Linked DNA regions of Mus musculus: region 2 is linked to region 1. A link is a contact called in public Micro-C data. All regions are on one chromosome and are shown on one strand. The core of a region is the stretch at or near the end of the contact, and the rest is flanking DNA. Distances in the headings are between cores, read along the strand shown. Region 1 overlaps Ttc27 (tetratricopeptide repeat domain 27). Region 2 overlaps Ltbp1 (latent transforming growth factor beta binding protein 1).

Evidence for each region. Hi-C and Micro-C count contacts between places; a contact is called where the count stands out from the background.
Region 2: a contact with region 1 is called in a Micro-C map of muscle stem cells, with 4 times the contacts expected there. The contact joins two enhancer-like sites. A contact is called at or near these places in 1 of 484 Hi-C or Micro-C datasets (muscle stem cells), 2 of 115 datasets of contacts at active chromatin or transcription factors (the NIH/3T3 cell line and embryonic stem cells) and 1 of 9 other capture datasets (embryonic stem cells).

The regions. Positions count from the first base shown.
Region 1 is chr17:74,792,099-74,798,860 of GRCm38.p6, reverse strand. All of the region lies in intron 12 of Ttc27 (tetratricopeptide repeat domain 27), which reads right to left. Among named protein-coding and RNA genes, the nearest start is that of Ttc27, 78 kb to the right of the region's middle. Within about 2 kb of position 2,365, at least 42 of the 459 cell types and tissues checked have an H3K27ac peak or open chromatin away from gene starts, as enhancers often do. A contact at or near this core is called in the NIH/3T3 cell line and muscle stem cells, where this site is marked.
Region 2 is chr17:75,051,394-75,058,155 of GRCm38.p6, reverse strand. All of the region lies in intron 2 of Ltbp1 (latent transforming growth factor beta binding protein 1), which reads right to left. Among named protein-coding and RNA genes, the nearest start is that of Ltbp1, 49 kb to the right of the region's middle. Within about 2 kb of position 2,390, at least 45 of the 459 cell types and tissues checked have an H3K27ac peak or open chromatin away from gene starts, as enhancers often do. A contact at or near this core is called in the NIH/3T3 cell line and muscle stem cells, where this site is marked.

The DNA.
Region 1 (6,762 bases), core at 1,116-3,615:
AATGGGAGGACAGGCCCTTGGTCTTGCGAAGATCATATGCCCCAGTACAGAGGAACGCCAGGGCCAGGAAACAGGAGTGGGTGGGTTGGGGAGCAGGGTGGGGGAGGGTATAGGGGACTTTCAGGATAGCATTTGAAATGTAAATGAAGAAAATATCTAATAAAAAAATCACTTAATCCTAACTAGCTGCTATTTTTAGGACGTGTACTTTTATTTCATAGTCTGTGAATTTTCAATTACTTGCTCATTTCATGACTCGAGAGCATGGGCTGCCTGAGAAAAGCCCGAAGGAAGACAAATATGGCCCAAGAGAAAAGGAAGCAGGAGAGGCAGGGACTATTCTAAGAACACAGGGAGCCTCCTGCCTGACAGGCCGCCCACTCCCGCCACTCCACAGCATTCCCTGCTTCCCTTGGTCCCACCGCTGCTCTTAGAGAAGAGTCTCTACCTCACCTTGCCCCATAGCATGGAGATGGTTTTGTTTTTATGTATTCTCTATTTAAGTTGTTAAAATTCTATTTAAAAGAGATATAATTGAAAAGCCATTGTTAAACATCTACCACTCAACCAAGCCACATTTCGCCTACAGATGTAACTTTGCACTGAGAAGTAGAAGAGCCATCTCGCAATCCTCCTCTGGGCAGGTGCTGAAGTCACCATTAGTGTCAATGACATCTTCCTTGAGTTCCTAATGTCCATTTCACTGAAAATAGGCTGAGGTGGTGGGCGGGGGGTAGGGGGAGCAATCTACCAAACTGGACTGTGTCACTGCCATCTGGAATGCTCCAAAGACACCCTGAGACAACTGAACAACAACCACACTCACGCTTTTCCTCAGCCAGGACTTTTTGTTTTCCTAAGGCTTGATAATCACCGTTACCGTTTCCCCCGAGCTAGCCTCACACGGGGTCTGTGGCCAGGGCAAACAAAAGCCTTCATCTGTATGTGAGGTGGACTGTGACTGATACAATACCCCTTCTCTGTCTATATAAGTAGGTTGTGTACCCTAATTTAGTGAGTGGGCTAAGACACACACACACACACTCACTCCCCCCAAAGGATTTTCTTTAGTTGTCCTTTCTTTCTCGCCTGCTTCTAGTACTGTGGGCAGAGCTGGTAAGGAGGAGAAAGAAGTACACTGACTACAGACAGCAGCAGTGGCAGAAGTGGCAGAGGACCATGGCAGCAGCAGCTGAGCGGTCAGCAAAAGCAGCAACAGAGGAGCTGTGACACCTCAGGAAGCAGAGCTGGGAAGTCAGGAGGCCACGACATTAAAGGAGCAAGGTGGCTGGGGTGCCTATCTGAAGGAGGAGTTAAACGGTTCAAGAGAGCACAACGCAGTAACAAAGAGGCAGTGGAGGGAAAAAGGACAGAGAACAGGTAGAAGCAAGGTTAGAAAGAGGTGGCAGAGAAAGAGCGGGCACTGCACAGGCTCCAGGGGGCTGTCCGTCCTTTAGAACCAAGGGTCTCAGAGTTCTGTTATTCAGAAGGCTGAAGCTGGAGCTATCAAAGGCTAAGGAATCATGGGCCTACACTGAGCTGCAGAGCCAGGGGACCTTGATTCCCAAGGCTTCAGCTGGATCTGTTCACTCCAGCAGGTCCAACTTGCTGCTGCTCACAACCTAATTACGGCTGTCCAGTGTGTACGATCTGACACTTACCCCAAGTTCTCCTTGTTTACCCATGACTCCCATCCAGGCAGGGCAGCCTGCTTGGTGACACCAACACCAGGCACATGTGGCTCCTCCAGGCGGTCAGCTTAAAGACCAACTTAAAGATCACCCTCAATACAAGGCTGCCTATCACGTGACTACGCTTATGACTACTAGGAATCCTCAACTTACCTCACCCCCATCTGCCACCCTGTTCTGATACACTGGCAACCTGAAAGTCTATATACTAGATTTAGTTTAAGTTCCATGTATCTGTAAGGTATCTAAGTTTTGAACTCTTTTTAAATAAGGAATGAACTTTTCCAAATGCTGGTGCTTTTGCATTTGTGATGAAGTACAGGTAATACAGACTGTCAGGTGTACTCTGGACATGGACTGAAAATGTACAAAACAATTTCCAAGGGAAAATAATCATAAGCCAAAACAAATATGAAATTTTATAGTTCAATGTTTTAGGATACAAGTTTCCTCTATTACCAAATAATAAAATGGTTTTTAATGTATCTGAACAAAACTCTGTGAGCCATAAAGACAAACAGTTAACAAAAACGTCATACGATAGTGGCCACACCAATAAGCTTACAGTGTGGTTCAAAGCATTTCTCTTGACAGGAAGGCATTTAAACTTTGCACCACACCATTCCACAAATTCCAAAGCTGACTCACATAAAATCCCTTCCATTTCTATTCCGTTATAGTGGATTCTGTGGTCTGGAATAAACATCAGCCACCACACTGCAGATGTGGCCACATGCACTGTCTCCTGGCAATCTGATGCCATGACTGTGAAGGGAACAAACGCCGGCAAGTCCATGACACCCGCTGAAGAAGGAATTCTGGAATTGTCTTCTTGGTGCCTTAGACTACAGCACCTACAAGCTCAGAGCTTTGTCTGCTGAGAGACAGGGCACCATGAAGGTAGACAGTGAGAGACAGGCCAGCTGCTTCCAGACCCACTCAGACAGCTGAAGGAAGGGAAAGGAACGGCCCTTGGTGTTTTCCATCCTCAGGGCGGTGAACCAGAGGATTTCTGATGCTCGCAGAGGGTCTGCTGCGCTGGTGGCTGTCAGGCCACAGGACTGCGGGAGCACAGCTGGGCAGACTCAGACGTTAGCGCTGGGCAAAGCCGGAGGCAATCAAATAGGTTCCACTTTATTATTATTATTTTCTCAATGGAATTTTAGCTATACATTGTTTTTGCTTTTTATTCTTTAGCAAATGCTGTGGATGCACTTGGGACTATGGCAAAAACAACACTGAGTGACCTTAGAAGCTGGGAACTTCTCCGGGACACTGGGCTGGAGCCCTGCTGATTCCTGAGGAAAAGCCACCCAGAGAAGCCTTGAGATGAGGACAAGAATCCCAGCTGGCCTCAGGCTATTGGAAGTGTAGAGGACCTGTTGGTGGGGCATCCTAAGCCCCAGGACACACCCCATGAAGTGCCCACTTCACCACCAGCTAATTGTAACTTCTGAGAAATCCCAAAGCCCAGTCAAGCTCTCCCCAGAAGTCAAGCTCTCCCCAGAAGTCAAGCTCTCCCCAGAAGTCAAGCTCTCCCCAGATTCCTGTGGCACAGAGACACAGGAGAAACAAACATCTTGAAGGGGTGATTACGTGGGTTTGAGCCACTATGTTTTGGGCAGACTCATACATAGCACAGGAAATGCAGGAGAGTGAGCCACGGGACCAGTTACTCCATCACAGCCAGGCGCAGAAGAGGCCAATGGTCATGAAACACCAGACTCAAGAACTTTTGGATTAGTCAAGAAACAGAAACTTCCAACTTCTTCTGGCCCCTATACCAGCAGAGGCAGCAGTCCTCTCTCTCCCAATCTACATTACTTCACCTAAGACTGATGCCTGCACCATTCATCCTATTAGTCATGGCTTCTAGACACATAAATTCACACATAGAAGCCACTGAAAGGTTTTAATTTATAGAGAGAAAATCTTGGGATCAAAAAGATTCTGGAGGTGTTAAACCAGAGACAAATGAGATCATAATTGAAATCAGGCTGAACTGAAGTCCCCTAGAAGAGTTTTGATTCACAATGCTAACTCCAACAGCTGGGGATAGTTCTCAATGAGGTGCTCAAGTACATGATGAAACTTGGACTCGAATGTGGCCAAAAACCAAAGTTGAGATACCAGAAATTCCTCATGGAATGTGGAGGAAGAAATCCAACACTCCGGATAGAGGGACTTGTTAATTTAGCACTTGCAACCTGCTTACCCACCCCAACTTTGTCACCCAGAGAACCTAGGGGTTGTTCCCTCCATCTTGGCTTTGAGAGACATAGTTCACATGGAAGAAGAAATACATTTGAAAAAGACTGTCATAACTGTGCCGTTTAATAGGGAAACACTTGGGAGTGCTTCTGCTGTCATGAGCTTCCAGATTCCAATGAAGAAGATGAGACCCAAGGTGGCAGACACCTGCCAGTTGCACTGTGAGCCAAATGGGTATGATGATCTGCTCAGACACAGCTAACTAACCTAGTGGGGACCAGCATGGACTGTAAAGCAGTAGCTGACTGACCCCAACCAACGCAGGCAGGCAGCCAACTAAAGTCAACCTTGATCTGTGTCACACTGTAAAAGTCTAAGAGTCTGAATCTCTACTCTAAGATGCCATCTCTCACCCAGTTCCTATCCCCCAGTATCTTCAAAGACTCCATCTCCAAAACACAATTAAGAGGAGAAATACCACTTAGAAAGGACAATATGATAATGTACCAAGAGCATAGCAAAACTCTACTCAGCTTTAAAGAAGTAAACATAGCCGTTTTCTAGGTACTTGTATCCTAGAGAAAAGGCTTCTTTCAGAGTTGTTTTTGGTTAATGCTAATGCTTTGGAACCTAAAGAATTTGTAGGAGTCAGTCCACCCAGAGTAGGCCTCTATGTCTCTGAAGCCACCAATAATGATTTTCCTAGCTCCCTAACACAGCAAGCTGGATATAATAAATACCCATCAGTATAGAGATCCAAGCAATGGTCCCCAGCCTTCACCTCTCCATCCAGCATTGGTTGACTACATACGATACGGAAAGTTCTGTCTAAACCTCAAAGGGTTAGCCCTCCCATTAAAATTGAGAACATGCATGGATCCTAGAAAGTACCAAGAATTATTATAAATAATACAGGGGTGGAACTAAATATAGCTACTGTCCAGGACACTGTCTTTTCTCTCAAGCCCTGGCCCTTGAGAAATGGATATAGATAAAGAAAAATGCTTCTCTCTATCCAAGAGCTACATACTGTCAGATTAGAGCACAGCAAAAGTACACATGGCTTATCTTTCGAGAGAACAGTATGAACTATATTCTTCGCTTGTCTTATCAGTCCATCAGACTGCATCAGTCAGTGGTCTTGATGACACTCTGCTGATAGAATTCAAGAAACTAAGATAAGAAATTCTCTCGGCATCGACCAAAAACCAACTGAAAATCATTTGCTTTATACCGTTGCTTATTATGAGAAAATAGTCAGTTTATAAAAATTATCTTCATAATTTACCACCAGGAATTCATCTATTAACTAAAACAAGTGGTTATGATTTTAATCTAAAATGTTAGACATAAGCACATTTTTTTAGTCACTAAGCCAAGATTTATTATAAAATTTTACATGAAGGATTTTTTTTAATTAGGTATTTTCTTCATTTATATTTCCAGTGTTATCCCAAAAGTCCCCCATACCCTCCCCCCTGACCGCCCTACCCATGCACTCCCACTTCTTGGCCCTGGCGTCCCCCTGTACTGGGGCATATAAAGTTTGCACGACCAATGGGCCTCTCTTTCCAAAGATGGCCGACTAGGCCATCTTCTGATATATATGCAGCTAGAGACACGAGCTCCGGGGAGTACTGGTTAGTTCATATTGTTGTTCCACTTATAGGGTTGCAGATCCCTTTAGCTCCTTGGGTACTTTCTCTAGCTCCTCCACTGGGAGCCCTGTGATCCATCCAATAGCTGACTGTGAGCATCCACTTCTGTGTTTGCTAGGCCCCGGCATAGTCTCACAAGAGACAGCATTATCAGGGTCCTTTCAGCAAAATCTTGCTAGTGTTTGCAATGGTGTCAGCGTTTGGAAGCTGATTATGGGATGGATCCCCGGATATGGCAGTCTCTAGATGGTCCATCCTTTCGTCTCAGCTCCAAACTTTGTGTCTGTAACTCCTTCCATGGGTGTTTTGTTCCCAATTCTAAGAAGGGGCAAAGTGTCCACACTTTGGTCTTCCTTCTTCTTGAGTTTCATGTGTTTCGAAAATTGTATCTTATATCTTGGGTATTCTAAGTTTCTAGGCTAACATCCACTTATCAGTGAGTACATATCCTGTGAGTTCTTTTGTGATTGAGTTACCTCACTCAGGATGATGCCCTCCAGGTCCATCCATTTGCCTAGGAATTTTATGAATTCATTCCTTTTAATAGCTGAGTAGTACATCCATTGTGTAAATGTACCACATTTTCTGTATTCATTCCTCTGTTGAGGGGCATCTGGGTTCTTTCTAGCTTCTGGCTACTATAAATAAGGCTTCTATGAACATAGTGGAGCATGTGTCCTTCTTACCGGTTGGGACATCTTCTGGATATATACCCAGGAGAGGTATTGTAGGATCCTCCGAGAGTACTATGTCCAATTTTGTGAGGAACCTCCAGACTGATTTCCAGAGTGGTTGTACAAGCTTGCAATCCCACCAACAATGGAGGAGTGTTCCTCTTTCTCCACATCCTCCCCAGCATATGCTGTCACCTGAATTTTTGATCTTAGTCATTCTGACTGGTGTGAGGTGGAATCTCAGGGTTCTTATGATTTGCATTTCCCTGATGATTAAGGATGTTGAACATTTTTTCAGGTGCTTTGCAGAAAATTGGTATTCCTCAGGTGAAAATTCTTTGTTTAGCTCTGAGCCACATTTTTTAATGGGGTTATTTGATTTTCTGGAGTCCACCTTCTTGAGTTCTTTATATATATTGGATATTAGTCCCCTATCTGATTTGGGATAGGTAAAGATCAGTTCCCAATCTGTTGGTGGCCTTTTAGTCTTACGGTGTCTTTTGCCTTACAAAAGCTTTGCAATTTTAT
Region 2 (6,762 bases), core at 1,141-3,640, 260 kb before region 1:
TGGCATGCCTGTTAGCATCATACTAAGTGTATGGTGTTATCCTCTATGGGAAGAAGAGAAGTAATACCAAGGGGAAATATATTTTTCTTAATGGGAATTTCTTCTTACACTTTTGTTTGCAGTTTGCCATTTGTTTCTTTGTTGTTTTGTTTTGTTTTTTGAGATAGGGTTTCACAATATAGCCCAACTTGGGGAGGAACTCATGTTCCTCCAGCTTTAATTTTTCTGAGTGCTAATACTACAGATGTGCATCATCATCGTTACAGATGTGCACCATCATTACAGATGTGCACCATCATTACAGATAGGTATCATCCTTACAGATGTATATTATTGCAGGTGTATATTATCATTACAGATGGGCATCATCATCATTACAGATGTGCACCATCATTACAGATGTATATCATTACAGATGTGCACCATCATTACAGACGTGCATCATTATTACAAATGTGTATCACTATTACAGATGTGTATCATACTTGACTCAAATTGTTTTTCTTAAAAAAAGAAAGATGAGGTGTTGGAGCAAAGGCCAGGATTTAAAGCACATAGTGTTCTTACAGAGGACCTGAGTTCCATCCCTAGCACCTACGTCACGTAGCTCACGACCACATGTAACTTTAGTTCCAGGAGTCTGACCCCTCTCTGGTCTCCAAGGTTCCTGCACTCGAGTGAACATACCTACACACATACATACATACACATAATTAAAAGAAAAGTATCAAATGTAATAAGGAGACATATATTGACTGTTGGTAATAGATGTGTAGATGTCTGCTTTAACATGTCTAGATGTTAAACCTTTTGTATTTTTCTACTTTTCAAGAAAACTCAATGTTTTAATTATCAGACAAAAGGCAACTGGGAGCAAAATAAAGTCATGATAATAAAGTGGGGTCTGTTGCAGCTGGCAGAAATTGCCACCAAGACAAAATGAACTTGAGGCTTGCAGAATGTCACCATTTCAAGATCTGGGCGAACAGGGTGGGTTGCAAAAGTCCCTCTATCCTCACATCCCAGGCTGGCCTTGCAAAAGCACATTTGTCATTTGAATCCGTCAAAACTGGATCAATGCTCCATTTTGGGCCCAAATGGTAAACAGTTTCAAATTTCTCTCCGCTGGCAGCTACTCTGGGGTTGACAAAGATAATCCTAAAGTTCTCTCAAAGTTCAGTGACTTTATTTTTAGGAAGTGACCCATGGCCTGAAGCCCCGCCTCCTTTGCTTTTCATCTAAAAGCATAGCCCTTAGTTATATTTAAAGCCTGCCCCAGCCCACACAGCTCACTGTGACTCCCTGCCCCGTGCCTTTCTCTCCAAACAAGTTGCAGCATGTCTGCCACATATGTCCTGGGTGGAAATGTGAGCTGAGCTGTGTCTTCGATGATCTAAGGCAGCAGGTGAGAAGTTGCCCCCTGTGTGGCTTCAGGGCTCTGCCCAGCTGCCCTTTGAAGTTATTCAACACGAAGGAATATCAGAACACGAGAATCGTACGGTGAGTTCACAAGTTGACGACTGAGCTAACTTCTCCTGTACCAAACCCAAATAAATAATGTGATTTCCTTGTAAACAGCTCTGAGTCAGCATACTCCTCAATCCCTAAAGAGAAAAAGACTAGCATCATAACCTCCCAATGACTGACGTAGCCAGTCATAATGAATTCCACATAACTGAATCTTCTAGAAAGATGAATTTCACATTTCAACAAGCACCGAGTCGACTTTATAGAGTTTTCATCGATGTGGAAACCCACTCGAAATACATGAGATTGTGTCCGTGTGTATCACACAGTGTCAGTAGTAGGTCTGCTGGCCTCATCCCCACCTCTCTCTCTGAATCAGACTGGCACATCTCACAGCCTTTCTTGACGTTGAATACCCAACCACACGATTTGCCGTGCAAAGCGACAATTTCACCAAGTAGGTGGCTGAGTAAGTTGCCAGGAATGCAAGTACCCAAGGCCACATGCAGGATCAGAGGTCTCCAAAGCAGAGTTGCTCAGGGCCTCATTCTGGGGTTTGAGGCCTTCGTGTCACTCAGCCTCCCAGTGCTGTGAGCTCTACCCTGAGCTTAGCAGGAACGGAGATTCCATAGGATTTACTCTAACATGGGTAGTTAGCTAACATGGGTAGTTAGCTAACATGGGTAGTTATTTAACATGGGTAGTTAGCTGGGATGAATTTGTCTCTTCTGATGCTACCAATAACTGTCAGGCCAATGAGCTCCAGGGGTCTGGCTTCTGGGTCATCCCCACTCCATTCCCAGAACTGAAATTACAGACCTGGGCCACTGTGCCCAGCTTCTCCACGGATGCTGGGAATCCAAACTTAGCTCCTCATGCTTGCCCAGCAAGGCACTTTACTGATGAGCCATCTCTGCCATCCTGGCAGATGCATTTAGAGAGTGCCTTGGCAGCATGTTTCAGGGATTTCATACCCTCATTTCTAGGCATGTGCCCTAACAATGTAAAAGAAAAATTACTGTGCCCAGACATATGTTCTGCTATCCTCAGCAGGGTTATTCACACCAACAAAAAACTTCACAGGAATCATAAAAGGTTGACCAAATAGGGTTAGTGTAGAGCCACTGAAAATCAAAACTATAAAATGATACACGTTTCTAGAGTGTTCAGAGATTCTAGCATGAGTTAGAATGGTGAAATTTCGCTACTGACTCAGCCACTTCTCAAATACCTCAGAGTTAAACTCATTGCCCAGAGGGACTCTCTGAGTCCTCCCTCACTCAACGAGCATGCTTTGTACAGATGAGCACTTCTAAAACACCACGGCTCTAAAATCCCAAACTGTTAAAGTACCAACATGATAGATACCATAAGGAGAACAGTACATCTGATGCCATATGCTAGCTCAAACCGGAGATACATGAAAAATATCATACAGTACAACTTCCAGGCAATGTATGTAATATATACATCAGGCTTAAGTAAATTCCAACCCAGAAGATACTTCATTCTGTATATGCAGATATAACAAAATCCAGGAGAGAAAAATCCAAATGCAAGCATTTTTGGATCAGGATTGTTTATCCTGAACGTCAACTAGCCAAAAGCCTTCTTTGGGGTCCACTTTTGTGACAAAGGGATGAGTGTCAGTTAGTGACAGGAGCTGAGCTTCAGGCACAGGTGCCTGATTCTAGTAAGGTACAGTGCCAACCTGAAACCCATTCAACTGTACTGTCCAGAAATGTCACCTGCTCTCACGGAGGGCGGGAGTTCTCAATGTGCGAGCTCTGGGGACTGCCGGGTTTGTGAGAATTCTTTGATCAATGAAACAAAGATTAAACCCATCTAAGGTTTTTACTGTTCACATTAGCAGAATAAATTCACTTTGTGCTTTCATGGTAGTAAAATGCCAGGAGGTAGCTGGTAAATGCACATACCTGGCAAATTTGAAGTTCAGCTATGATGTGCACAGAAATCATTTTAGATGATGTCTAATGAAAAGGCAACATGTTTTAATAATCTTTAAGTTTGTTCTAATGTCATACGATCTGCATTCATTGTCTGAACATTGAGCCCCTCTTAAATTCTAGCTTTGAGCCACAAACTTTGGGTAAAAAAGATGAAGGATTATTTTGCAGAAAATCAGAGACTAAGATGTAATTTTTTAAATCAGTACATGGATCTGGAAACTAAGTGATTAAGAGTGCTTGCGGCTCTTGCAGAGGACCCTCACAGAGGCAGCTCACAATTGTCTGCCATTCCAGTTCAGGGGATCCAAGGCCCTCTTCTGGCTTCCACAGGAACCAGCACACACATGACATAACAAAACCCACATATATGAGAGGCCCTTAATTGGGTAGTGGATTAATATCTGTGAGTTATTTATATTTAAATAATAATGGGGGCTAGCCAGAGACATGGCTTTGTGGGTAAGAGTGCTTACTGTGCAGTAAAGCATCCTGGGTCAACTCATCTCTACCCACATAAAAATCTGGCTGTGGCTCCACAAGCCCATAATCCCAGAGCAAGGTGAGGGGCAAAGACTAGAAGAGTAGGGGGTCTTGCTGGCCACAAACTTACTGTCAGGTCCAGTGAGAAACTCTGTCTCATGGGGGTAGGGCAGAATGCTAGAACAGGACACCCAATGTCCTCCTATAACCTCCATGTTCACACCATTTGCACACACACACACACACACACACACACACACACACACTTTTAGTTAAATTAAAATGAAAAGGAGATCATCATAGAAACCAAACATCTAAAATGGTGGCTTGCCCATAAGCTCATTTACCAGGGAGAAGCAGAATGTTGTGTGCTTCAGAGGATGATGGGCTCAGATCCGAATCTGATGGGCCTCCTCCCCCAGCTCTGTGCCTTTAGGCAAGTTTCACCTGTCCCTTCAATAAAACATTGGGCAAGAACTTCGCATTCTTGTTGCACTAGACACTGTCATACACCCCAGAGAGAGAGCCAGAAACAGAAAAGCATACCCAGCCCATCCTGGGCAATCAACAAGAAGTAAAGACAATGATGACACTCAAAGAGAACAGTTGTGCAATGTGGATGGGATGACCAGGGGATTCATGGAGTTAGGGAAGGAAAGAAATACCATAGCATGAGACCCAGCATTAAAGCTGGTCTTTTCTGGCCTCAGTCCTTAGCTTGTAGGCAGCCATCTTCTCCCTGTGTTGTCATGTGACCTCTCCTTGGCATCTCTGTCTAAGTTTCCCTGTAGAAAGATACCATTAATACTGGATCAAGGTCTGCCCTATTGACATATCCTTAACTAAGGACCTCTTTAAAGACCATGCTCCAAATGTAGTCTTCTCTGGGGTCCTGGTCTGGATATGAGTGCATCCTCCAAAGGTCCCAGTTTGAAGCCTGGTCCTCACTGGGAAGATGTCCAGACGTAGTAGAACCTTCAGGAAGTAGAGGATGGGTGGAAGGTATTAAGCCACTGGGGGCACTGCCCTGAGAAGAGATAAAGTTAGTTCCCACAGAGCAGGTTTTGAGCTCCTCCTGACCCTCTGGCTTCCTATCTGACTTTGTGATCCTTCTCATAGGTGTCCCCATCAAGAGGTCTTCACAGAAGTGGATCAAACGGGACCACCCCACCCTGACTTCTGGCTTCTAAAATTATGAACTAAATAAACTCTTCTTCTTCATATTCTACCCACCCTCTGGAATTTTGTTATGGCACTAAGAAAGACTAATATAAACTTTAACATGAGAGTCTTGGGGAGAAGAAATTCAACATGAGAGTCTGGGGGAGAGGAAATTCAACCACGGTGACATAACAGTATTCAGTATGCTCTTGTCAATTACATAACATGTAAAAGAGAAATGTCTAGTGAGAAATACCCACTGCTATAGTTTTAGGATTAAATCCTAAAACAAACATCCTACTAAATGCTATTATTCCTACTGTAGGAGATCTTACGATGTTCAAATACACCCACTTCAGTTTTGCAATCAATATGGCAGTAAACGTGACAAATAGTCTACTCAAAGAACAAACAGAAAACAGATAAGAATCCTGGCATGTGGTACAGTCATTAAAATCGATGTTTAAGAATTTCCAGTGGCATGAAACAGCATTTATGGTGGATTGCCAACTTTATTTTGAAGTTCCTACTTTTTATTGACCTCCTGCCAATCAAGCTTGTACCTCCTCCTCCCCGAATCTGGTCTTGTCTGAGTTGTCAGTGACATCCAGGCTGCCAAATCAATCAGGTGGGGACTTTTAGTCCCCTCTCTTCTTGTCATCAGCAGTACTGGCCATAATGGGTCTGCCCCTTGTCATCAGTCCCCCCTGTTCCTAATGAGATGCCACAGTGACACCTTTCTTCCCACATTCCTGCTGAACCCTTCCAAAACTCTTCTGGCTCCTCTCTCTCTCTTCCCAACGTCTAAGTGTTACAATTTCCCAGGCTGCCTTGCTCCAGGGTCATTTTCCTGGTGATCTCATTTAGTCCTGTGTCTTTAATTTCCATTAAGACTGTATGAAAGGGTTGAAGCATTAGAAAGGTTGACTACCACTGCCTTAAAGGTTTAGTCACACTGGATTAGCCCCACCAACAACAGCATTGATGTGCAGGATAACATGACTATCTTAACTAATTACACCTGCACTGACCCGAGGTCTACAGACAACAAGCCCCAAGAGACTGGGGTTAGGATTTCAATACATAAAAGAAGTGGCATTTTAACATATAATACCAAATATTATGTAATTTTCATAATAGTCAAATATCACACTTGACATCTCTTTTTCTCACAGCACACATCAAACCCATCTCTAAATCCTGTAGGCTCTTCTCTAAATATAATTTGAATCTAACCATTGTTCTCACTGCCTCCCACAAACCCTTCTCTGGCAACCTTGTCCCACTCTATTCTCCCAAGGACAGCCAGACGAAGCACGTTAAACCAAAACCAGATGACGTTCTCTGTTCCAAACCCTCTTGTGAAATGTAACCACGGCATGCCAGCTTGGTCCACTTCTCCCGAGTCTGCTCTCACATCAGCCTCTATGCCAGTTCCCAGGCCCTGAGCTTGCCCTGAGCCTGCTGCCACTCAGTGTCCTTGCACTGACCTGCACCTGCACCTGGGACTTCCCTTGGTAGATCCTCACAGGTGACTTGTGTCAGTGGGCTCCCCAGGAAAGTGGGCTCCAAAACATCAACACTCTGCCTCCAACAAAAACAAAAACAGTCGGGTGTGGTGGCGCACGCCTTTAATCCCAGCACTCGGGAGGCAGAGGCAGGCAGATTTCTGAGTTCGAGGCCA